3 separate regions of the Mus musculus genome follow, and regions 1 and 3 are each linked to region 2. The links are chromatin contacts, called in public Hi-C and promoter capture Hi-C maps. All regions are on one chromosome and are shown on one strand. Each heading gives the region's core, a stretch centred on a gene start, on an enhancer-like site or on the middle of the called end of the contact. The rest is flanking DNA. Distances are from core to core; before and after follow the strand shown.

Evidence for each region. A called contact is a pair of places that touch in the nucleus more often than the background predicts. Capture Hi-C pulls out chosen DNA fragments and counts their contacts.
Region 1: a contact with region 2 is called in a Hi-C map of rod photoreceptor, with 3 times the contacts expected there. The contact joins the promoter of Faxc here to the promoter of Fbxl4 in region 2. A contact is called at or near these places in 1 of 39 promoter capture datasets (cranial neural crest), 1 of 484 Hi-C or Micro-C datasets (rod photoreceptor), 1 of 115 datasets of contacts at active chromatin or transcription factors (astrocytes) and 1 of 9 other capture datasets (adipose tissue).
Region 3: a contact with region 2 is called in a promoter capture Hi-C map of pancreatic islet. The contact joins the promoter of Coq3 here to the promoter of Fbxl4 in region 2. A contact is called at or near these places in 2 of 39 promoter capture datasets (neural stem cells and pre-B cells), 2 of 115 datasets of contacts at active chromatin or transcription factors (effector CD8 T cells and memory CD8 T cells) and 3 of 9 other capture datasets (adipose tissue, liver and pancreatic islet).

Annotation. Positions count from the first base shown.
Region 1 is chr4:21,929,943-21,932,701 of GRCm38.p6, reverse strand. It overlaps Faxc (failed axon connections homolog), which reads right to left and starts at 1,376. Exons shown (of 6, transcript NM_175234.4): 1 at 873-1,376. The coding sequence starts at 1,138.
Region 2 is chr4:22,356,229-22,358,931 of GRCm38.p6, reverse strand. It overlaps Fbxl4 (F-box and leucine-rich repeat protein 4), which reads right to left and starts at 1,389. Exons shown (of 9, transcript NM_172988.4): 1 at 1,251-1,389.
Region 3 is chr4:21,878,205-21,880,904 of GRCm38.p6, reverse strand. It overlaps Coq3 (coenzyme Q3 methyltransferase), which reads right to left and starts at 1,259. Exons shown (of 7, transcript NM_172687.2): 1 at 1,109-1,259. The coding sequence starts at 1,217.

The sequences.
Region 1 (2,759 bases), core at 127-2,626, 430 kb after region 2:
ATGGAAATTTTAACCCAAAATTGACATGCCCATTAGCCAAAGGCTGTCTCAGTACCCAGTGGCATCTACCACTAAAGATCTATCTATGGGACTAGCAGTCCCAACAGCAGGGGCATCCATTTATTGTAATTTTCAAGTCAGCCCTGTACACATTCTGCGGCAGGCAGCCATGAAACTGTTTACAGCCCAGGGAGACTCCCTGTTATGCCAAGTGCTCCATGTGCTAGCGCTGCCCTCAGATCTCCTACCGCTCGCAGAATGATTGTATTTAAGCTTGAAGGTGCTTACAGTTCCACACCAGATAAGCAGGTAAGCAGGTTAAGGCTGCATCAAAACTGAACAGGGTTACACCAAGCTTCTGCAACTGCAGCCTCCTAATAATGTTGACATTTATAAAGAAGAGTAAGAGAGAACTAACCTTTTAGGTAAAGATGAGGTTAATAGTTAATGTTCCAGCATCATTACCCATAAACCAATTAGGCGTTTATAAAAGTGTACCTTAGTATTTCTACAGAGCTTTATTCTATTGTTACGAATGCACTGATTGCAGTTAGACTCTTCCTATGGGCTTTAGCAGATTGTTTATATCCATAACACTGGTGACTCACAGCACTTTGCTTTTAGCATCGAAATGATGGAAGGAAAACGCTTTCTTTCCCTTCCCAATTTAACCCTCCCATCAACTCTAAATGGCTCCTTACAAGTGGCCAGGTGACCGTGAAACGCCTTAGGGGGTTAGAGGATGAGAGAGGACGCTTGGACCTTTGGGCGGCGGGACCTAGGGGCTGGTTCCGGAACCCCCTTTGAGCCAGCCCTACCCGGGCTAGCTGCCCTGGTCAGTGCCCGCTTCGGGGGCCCTCTCTCCGGCTCACCTAATGACCAGGAGTTCGTGGAGCAGATACGCAGCCGCGGCCAGCAAAGCTCCCCCGGTCAAATAAAGGGTTTTCTTCCACCAGGGATCCGAGCCCAGCCCTGCCATGATCCCACCGTAATCCTGCAAAGGGAAAGCGATGATGTCCCCATAAAAGGAGAAGGGCTCCTCGGACCCGGCCCACCAGCCGAAGAAGGAGATGCTCTGGTTCCAGCTCAGGTCCACCACGCACGGCCTGGACGAGGCAAAGCCAACCCCCCAGTGCATGCTGCGCGGCTGGCTCCGGGCGCCCCTCCCAGGGCCCGCGCCGCCCGCATGGGAAGAGGCCGGCGCCCGGGCGAGCGGGCGGGTTCAGCGGTGCGCAGGGGGCGCGGGCGGAGGCGACGGCGGAAGGACGCGGACGGCGAGCGGAGATCTGGGATGGCTGGGCCCCCGGGCCCGGCGAGGCAGCGGCGGCCGCCGGCCTCCCTGGCCGAGGCCTCTCGCAGGCGCTCTTTGTGTCAGCGCGTGGAAAGGGCCACGTGATGTCATTGCTCCCCTGGGCCCGGCAACAGAGGCGGGATAATGTCACCTACCCCGCGCCCTGCCCCCGCCCCGCATCCCCGCGGTGCGCTGCCTCTGCTCGGCCGCAGCTGCGGGGCTGGACGCCCGGGCTCGGGGAGGCGGGCGGCGCGGGAGGCTGCGATGGCTGCGGCTGAGCCGAGCCCAGAGCCGCCGCCCTCGGTTCCACCCGCTCCCGCCCGCAGGCGCCTTGCGGAGCGCAGGGAACTCACCTGCCCTGAGCCACAGACCGGAAACCTTGGGCCAGGGCAGATTAAGGTCGGGAGCGTCTGTCTGCTCTCATTGCTTTAAAGAGCTCAGGTAAGCACAGTCACCTAGGTCCCAGGCAAGGTGCTGATGAAGTGATTGAGGTCCGCCTTGACAAATAACAGCAGAAAGTACTCTAGGTGAGAAATCTTCCCACCTTGGAAATCGTTACCAAGGATATCGCTGATACAGGATGGTCCCTTTGGGTGCTGAAAATTTGTAAAATAAGCAACTGTGTATTAAATGGTTTTCCCACTCTGGGTAACCCTGAAGAGATCGATTAGAGATTGGATTTAGGGCCTTATACATGGCAGGCACGCTCTCTACCAACATGGAATGTTCTAGATCCTTTAAATCCTTAAATGTAGACCATGTGTTCTAGCCAGAGCATGGGCAGTTTCAGTTTAGAGGAAATAAAAATATTGAAGACATATGATTTGTCACAATTTAAAATTCAAGTATGACTATAAGAATACATCTGTCCCCCAATACAGTAGAGACTGGGGTGCTGATGAAAGGGGCTCCCATTTCCTGGATTTCACCCCCTTAGAATAAACAGGTTGTACAGTCATGCTAGAAATAAAACAAAAGATTGTTTACCACCATAGCTAGAGAAGGAGGCCCTACCCAAGTTGTCACGAATTTTAGGGTCATCCCAAAGGGAGTTAAAGACCTCTCAGGATGTGTAGTCTGACATGAACTTCCATGAGAAGGAGACAGCAATCAGCCCAATGCAGTGACAGAGGAGGCCAACAGAAGGCCAGCCTGGGCCAGATACCAAGGAGCTACAGGGTGTCATCCCCCACACACTAACACAATACACACATCCTGCAAGGCACTGCAGCACTAGGTGGGACTAGGGGCATCCTCTCCCACTGAGACAAGATGAGGTGGTCCATTTAGGGGTGCGGGATCCACAGGCAGGCAACAGGCCCTGCACCAGTTGTTGGGGGACTGGAAGACTGACTCTTTAAAGAACCGCTTCTTTTCTTTCGTTTTTTCAAGGCAGGGTTTCTCTGTGTAGCCCTGGTTGTCCTGGAACTCACTCTGTAGACCAGACTGGCCTCGAACTCAGAAATCC
Region 2 (2,703 bases), core at 140-2,639:
GAGCAGCATGGCATTACCACAGGAAGTAGGTCACTGCTAGCAGTTCAGAAGGTCTCAAGAATACACGGGCGCCAAGTGTTCACCATATACCAGCACTTGACAGGAAGAAAAAGAACAGAACTCGACAAATTGGGATGAAGTCATTGGCCAGTAATAACCAAGAAGGCACAGCATTATTTATCTCACACCAAAGTTGAGTAAGACAACAAACCATGGGGCACGTGCACGGAGGGGGGTGGGGGTTAGTCACAATCCATATTATGAAAGACCCAAGAGGACTCCAAACTTAGAACAGCGAAGACGGCAAATAGTAACGCTTCCAAGCTGAGAAGACTGGGCAGTGGCTTGGTAAAGATTCGACGACCATATTTGAAAGCAAAACATCAGCTGTAAACAACACTGTAAGACAGCAGCAACAGGACCACAAACAACCAGGTCTTAGGCCCTGACCTCTCTGACTTTGAAAACAAAGACGGAATAGGGTTCAAAAGAGCCAAAACGTGGGACAGGAATTTTTCAAATTGGTACGCAAGTCTGGAAATAATGGAATTCAATGACTACTCAAGACTGTCTAATTCTTAGCGCCACTAGATGAGACTTCACTTCCACCCAAGACTTACTCCAAGACAGAGGAGTGCGAGGGACCCTGTACTCATTAATCGTGTAGGACGAGAGAGTGGGCAAGATAAGCAGTGTGCCTGCCTTAGGATCTCCTCAGAGTGTGCGCAGGAAGCAGAGGGAGCAGGTGGCTCCCAACAGAGCAGACCAGTGGGCCACAGCCAGCTAACTTCCTGACCCTTTGTGGATTACAAGTAGAACTGACTGCTGACAGCTCTGGGACTAAGAGCACTTGGGAAGCCGATGAAATGCAGAACCAACCCCATCGCCAAACATAGTTGACAAGTGGCTGGGCCCACCCCAGACGATGGAAAGAAGGCTGCAGCCTGGCATCTCCTGGCTCGAGCCTGCCTGGACAGAAACCTTCCCGCGTGAGAGGGAAGTCAGGGCTGCGCAGCCTGCAGGCCCAGCGTCCGCAGCTCGCCGTGAGCGTGCCAGGCCCAAGAGAGCCGCGACAGGAGGCGGCGGCACCCACGTCCGGTCTCCGCCAGCACAGCGGCGCAGCACCATAGGCACGCGTGGGCCCAGAGCCTCCGCCCCGCGCTCCCCAGAGTGGCGCGCGCCCGGCCCCGCCCACGCCGAGGGGGGAACGTCGAGACCTTGAAGAGGGAGGAAGGAAGAAAGCGCCGTACCCTGCAGGGTCCGGAACTGGGCGAACAGAGCTTCGCCGCAAGCCCGCAGCGTGGGCAGCAGGAGACGGCTCCCAGTATCCCGTGCTGCTGCCGCGGCGGCGGGCCCGGCCCAGCGCGACCCGGAAGGAAGACCGAGGCCGGGAGGCGGGGCGGGGCCGGAGGCGGGGCGGGGCCTGGCGAAGGGCGGGGCCAGGGTCGGGCTGGCTGCTGCCGGATTGCCCTGGTTGTTTGAGCTGATTAGCCAGGCCAGTGGTGCTTTAGAAATGGCCTGTTTGCTCGGGGACTGGCAGCGGGTTGCAGAACCTTTACGCTACTCATCCTGCCAAAGATAGCCCTCCAGAAGTAATGTAGTTCTGCTGGAGCTTCTTCGGACTTGGTGACTCAACCCAAGTATTATGCAAAAAAGCACTTCAGCACAGGAGCACTAGAAAGAGAACTTCTAGAGCAGTAAAAGTTCTCAGCAGGCACAATCCACCAATTAATATACAAATTCTTCAGCCCTCAGAAACAAACCTTCCCTGCAGGCGCATATTCACCTGACCACCTGTGATGAAGATGCTGTCACGGGTCTCCCTTAAGTCTCCATTTCTTTTCAAATGAACCTTTCTTCAGTTGTCGTTACATCTGTCTTTCCACAAGGTTTCCATTAATAAAAAAAAACTTTAAGATTTATTTTAATTTTTTATTAATCTGTGTGTGTGTGTGTGTGTGTGTGTGTGTGCTGTTCATGCGCACACATGTGTTCAGGTGCCATTGAAGGCAGAAGAGATCAGATATCCTGGAGCTGAAATTACAGGCATTTGTGAGCTGTCAGAAGTGGATTCTGGGAACCAAACAGGGTCTCTGAAAGAGCTGTCTCTCCAGCCCTATTTATGGGAAACTCAATAATATGCTGAACCACTCATGATTTCCAATTTTCTCTTGAAGAAGCAAAATAGAAAGAATACTTGTTAATTTTATGTTACTTTCTTTTCCATCGCTGTAACAAAACATCACAGCCAAAACAATGAGACTTGGGATTCCAGATGGTTAAGAATCACTTACATACCCGGAGCACTGCAGCAAGCACCAGGTATGGTGGCACAAACAACTAAGAGCTCACATCTCCAACTGCAAACAACGAAGTACAAAGAACCAACTCGAAACAGGTAAGTCTTTGATCTGTCAAAGCCAGGCCCAATGACTGACTTCCATCAGCAAAGCCATACCTCCTCCACCTCCCCAAACAGACCAACTAGGAACCACATATTGAAAGGCCCCAGCATATAAAAGTATCTCATCCAGACCACCACATGAAGTGAAACAATTATGCTATGCTGTGTAATCTACACAAAAGTGAAATTTTAATCAAAAACTTCAAACTCAATTTCCATCTTCCATTCTTAACTGTGACACTATCTGGTGAGCTAGGTTCTAAAAGGAGAGGGTTAGAACTGGGTGTGGTGGAGCATGT
Region 3 (2,700 bases), core at 10-2,509, 480 kb after region 2:
TAAAAAATGGACCAGAGATGTTCTGGATCTCTGGAACAATGACTCGGATTGTTCTGGAAGACAAAGTTTAAACAATAAAAGAGTATAAATGTATATAAAGACAATAAAATCTTATAAAAGACAATAGAAGAGTATAAAATCATCTCTCCAGAAAATTAAAGTTGGAATCGTAATTCCATCTAGATCTCCAAGTTCATTAATATTTATTTATATCTTGCTCTCTTAAAAATTATAATTATTTTTTTCAGTAGTATTTAAATAGGTATTATTGCTGTTACTGTCATATTAAAATTCCCAACCATACCAATCTCTACCATATAGTGGTCATTTTCTTTTCTTTTTTTTTCTTTTTTTTTTTTGTTTTTTTTTTTGTTTTTGTTTTTGTTTTTCGAGACAAGGTTTCTCTGTGTAGCCCTGGCTGTCTTGGAACTCACTCTGTAGACCAGGCTGGCCTCGAACTCAGAAATCCGCCTGCCTCTGCCTCCTGAGTGCTGGGATTAAAGGCGTGTGCCACCACGCCCGGCCTGGTCATTTTCTTGTAAAGGTTGAACCTAATTATCTGCGTACTACTTGCGTTTAAAAATCTATAGCACCAAATGCAGTTAGCTCTTTACTTTATTTGCCAAACAAGAGCATAAATGCCTTAAATTCTTTGGCGGGGACGGTAAGATGGTGAGCAATAAAGTAGTGAGGCAGCGCTAGGACGTTCCCCGTGTGTCTTTCTTGGTTTGGTTTGGAAAGCAAGAACCACCTCCAGGATCCAGCAAGTTGAATGGCGGCTCCCGGGCCACAAGCTCATAGAACGCAAATAAAATAGGGCAAAGGTCGTGGGCTACCCGGCGGCGGCGGCACAAGAGACACGCTCTCCGAGGCCCAGATCCTTAGTCCTCAGCCTTTTTCCCCTGGCTTCTCAGACCTGGAGGGTTGTAGCCGCTGGAGAGAGCAACACCAGGTCCCGGAGGTCACCAGGGATGAGGACGGGGCAGCGCGGCGCTGCTTTTAACCAGACCCCACGGAGCCGGACAGCCCACCGCTCTCTGCCGCGCTTGCGCAGAGCCGCCCCGGCACCCGAGGCGTGCGGAAGAACCTCCGCGCCGGCGACACTCACCCGACCGTGAAGTTAGGCGAGGAGGCTGGGCGACCGCGCTGGGGCACCCAAACCCTAGCGTTTCCAGGAGACGAACCCCACGAGAGCCCAGCCTTCCACCTCTCCACATCGCGACTAGAATCCTACTCCTTTTCCGGTCCCTCCTCACAACAAATCCCCAGCGGAAGGGTTCCGCCTCCTACACTCGCGGATGCCGGCTTTTGCATTTGCATTAGTTAATGTGAATTTGTGGTCACCGTTAACTCGAGCTCCTCTATCAAATTATGTCTGCAATGAAATAAAGAGATGTTCCTAATAAAAGGCCACGAAGACCTACCTACCTTCTCGTCCTACGAGTCACGCCGTGCTGTTTTCGTATTTACGAGCTATCTCCTCAGTCTTGGAAAACCGACTCTAATGCTTAAAATCAAGTACGGAAATGCTTTTTCCGAGAAACCCATTCTCTTTCAATGCGCTCAAGTAATCACAGAGAACAGAAGTCCACATCTAAAGTACATTCTTTGAAACTGACCCTTTATTCTGTTCAGGATACACCGTATGTAGCAGAAAACTCCTTACACTCAGTTTAGACGTTTATTGGAAGTAGAAACGGAGCAGTATGAAAGATTCTAGTATGAATCTAATATGAAGTTCATACTAGTTTTTTTTTTTTTTTTTTTTTTTGTCAACTTGACATTAATTTGATTCACCAGGAAACAGGGACCCTCTCCTGAATTGCCTTCATTAGACTGAACTGCGTGTTTGTGGGGCGGCGTTTTCTTGATTGATGTTCAGCCCTTTGGAAAGTGGAACTGGGTTGTATCTGAAGCTTGCATTTATGGATCTCGCCCAGACTTCCCTCAATGATTGATTAGGATCTCTAAGCCAAAGAGAAAGAAACCCTTCCTAGAGTTGCTTTTAGTCAGTGTTTTATCCCAGCAACTAAAAGCAAACCAGGAACGGTTAAAAAACAAACAACAAAATAAAAAATAATGCCCTCATAAAAAGAAGGGTAAACTCCTAAAATTTAGGGCGTCATTCTACATTTCAGCAGGCAGTGCTGTCCTTTAAATCGGGGAAACTTACTAAGCTCTCATCCTCTGAGCTAAAATACTAACCTCATAAGCTGTATGAAAACCAGCTGCTCTATCACTGTCAGAGGTCCCTGTGTTTGGAGGTATATGGCCATTTCTCCAAATGAAGGTGGAAAGTTTTATACACAAGTTGAAGTGTCATGTTTTTGCTGGATTGACAGACCCACGGAAAATCATGGTTAACACTCTTAAGGACTTCTGTGCATGGACTGTACTTAACATTAAGTGTACACCACACAGCTCCATAGCCATCCCAGTCTCGCTTCAGCAAAGGCAGGAAGTGATATGCTTAAATACTGGTAGGAAGCAAAGAACCCTCTAAATCCCCCCACGCAGCAACAAAACGCTTTTCTGTAAGTTCAGTTGAGCTGTGTCAGAAATAAAATTGTGGTGACTGTAATGCAGTATGTAGCCATTACTGTAGGAAAGTTCCAGAGTAACTCCAGTCTTACTTATGAACAAGCTGTAAACTAGCTCATACATATTTTAGAAAACTCAACACCCATTTAACATTTGCAA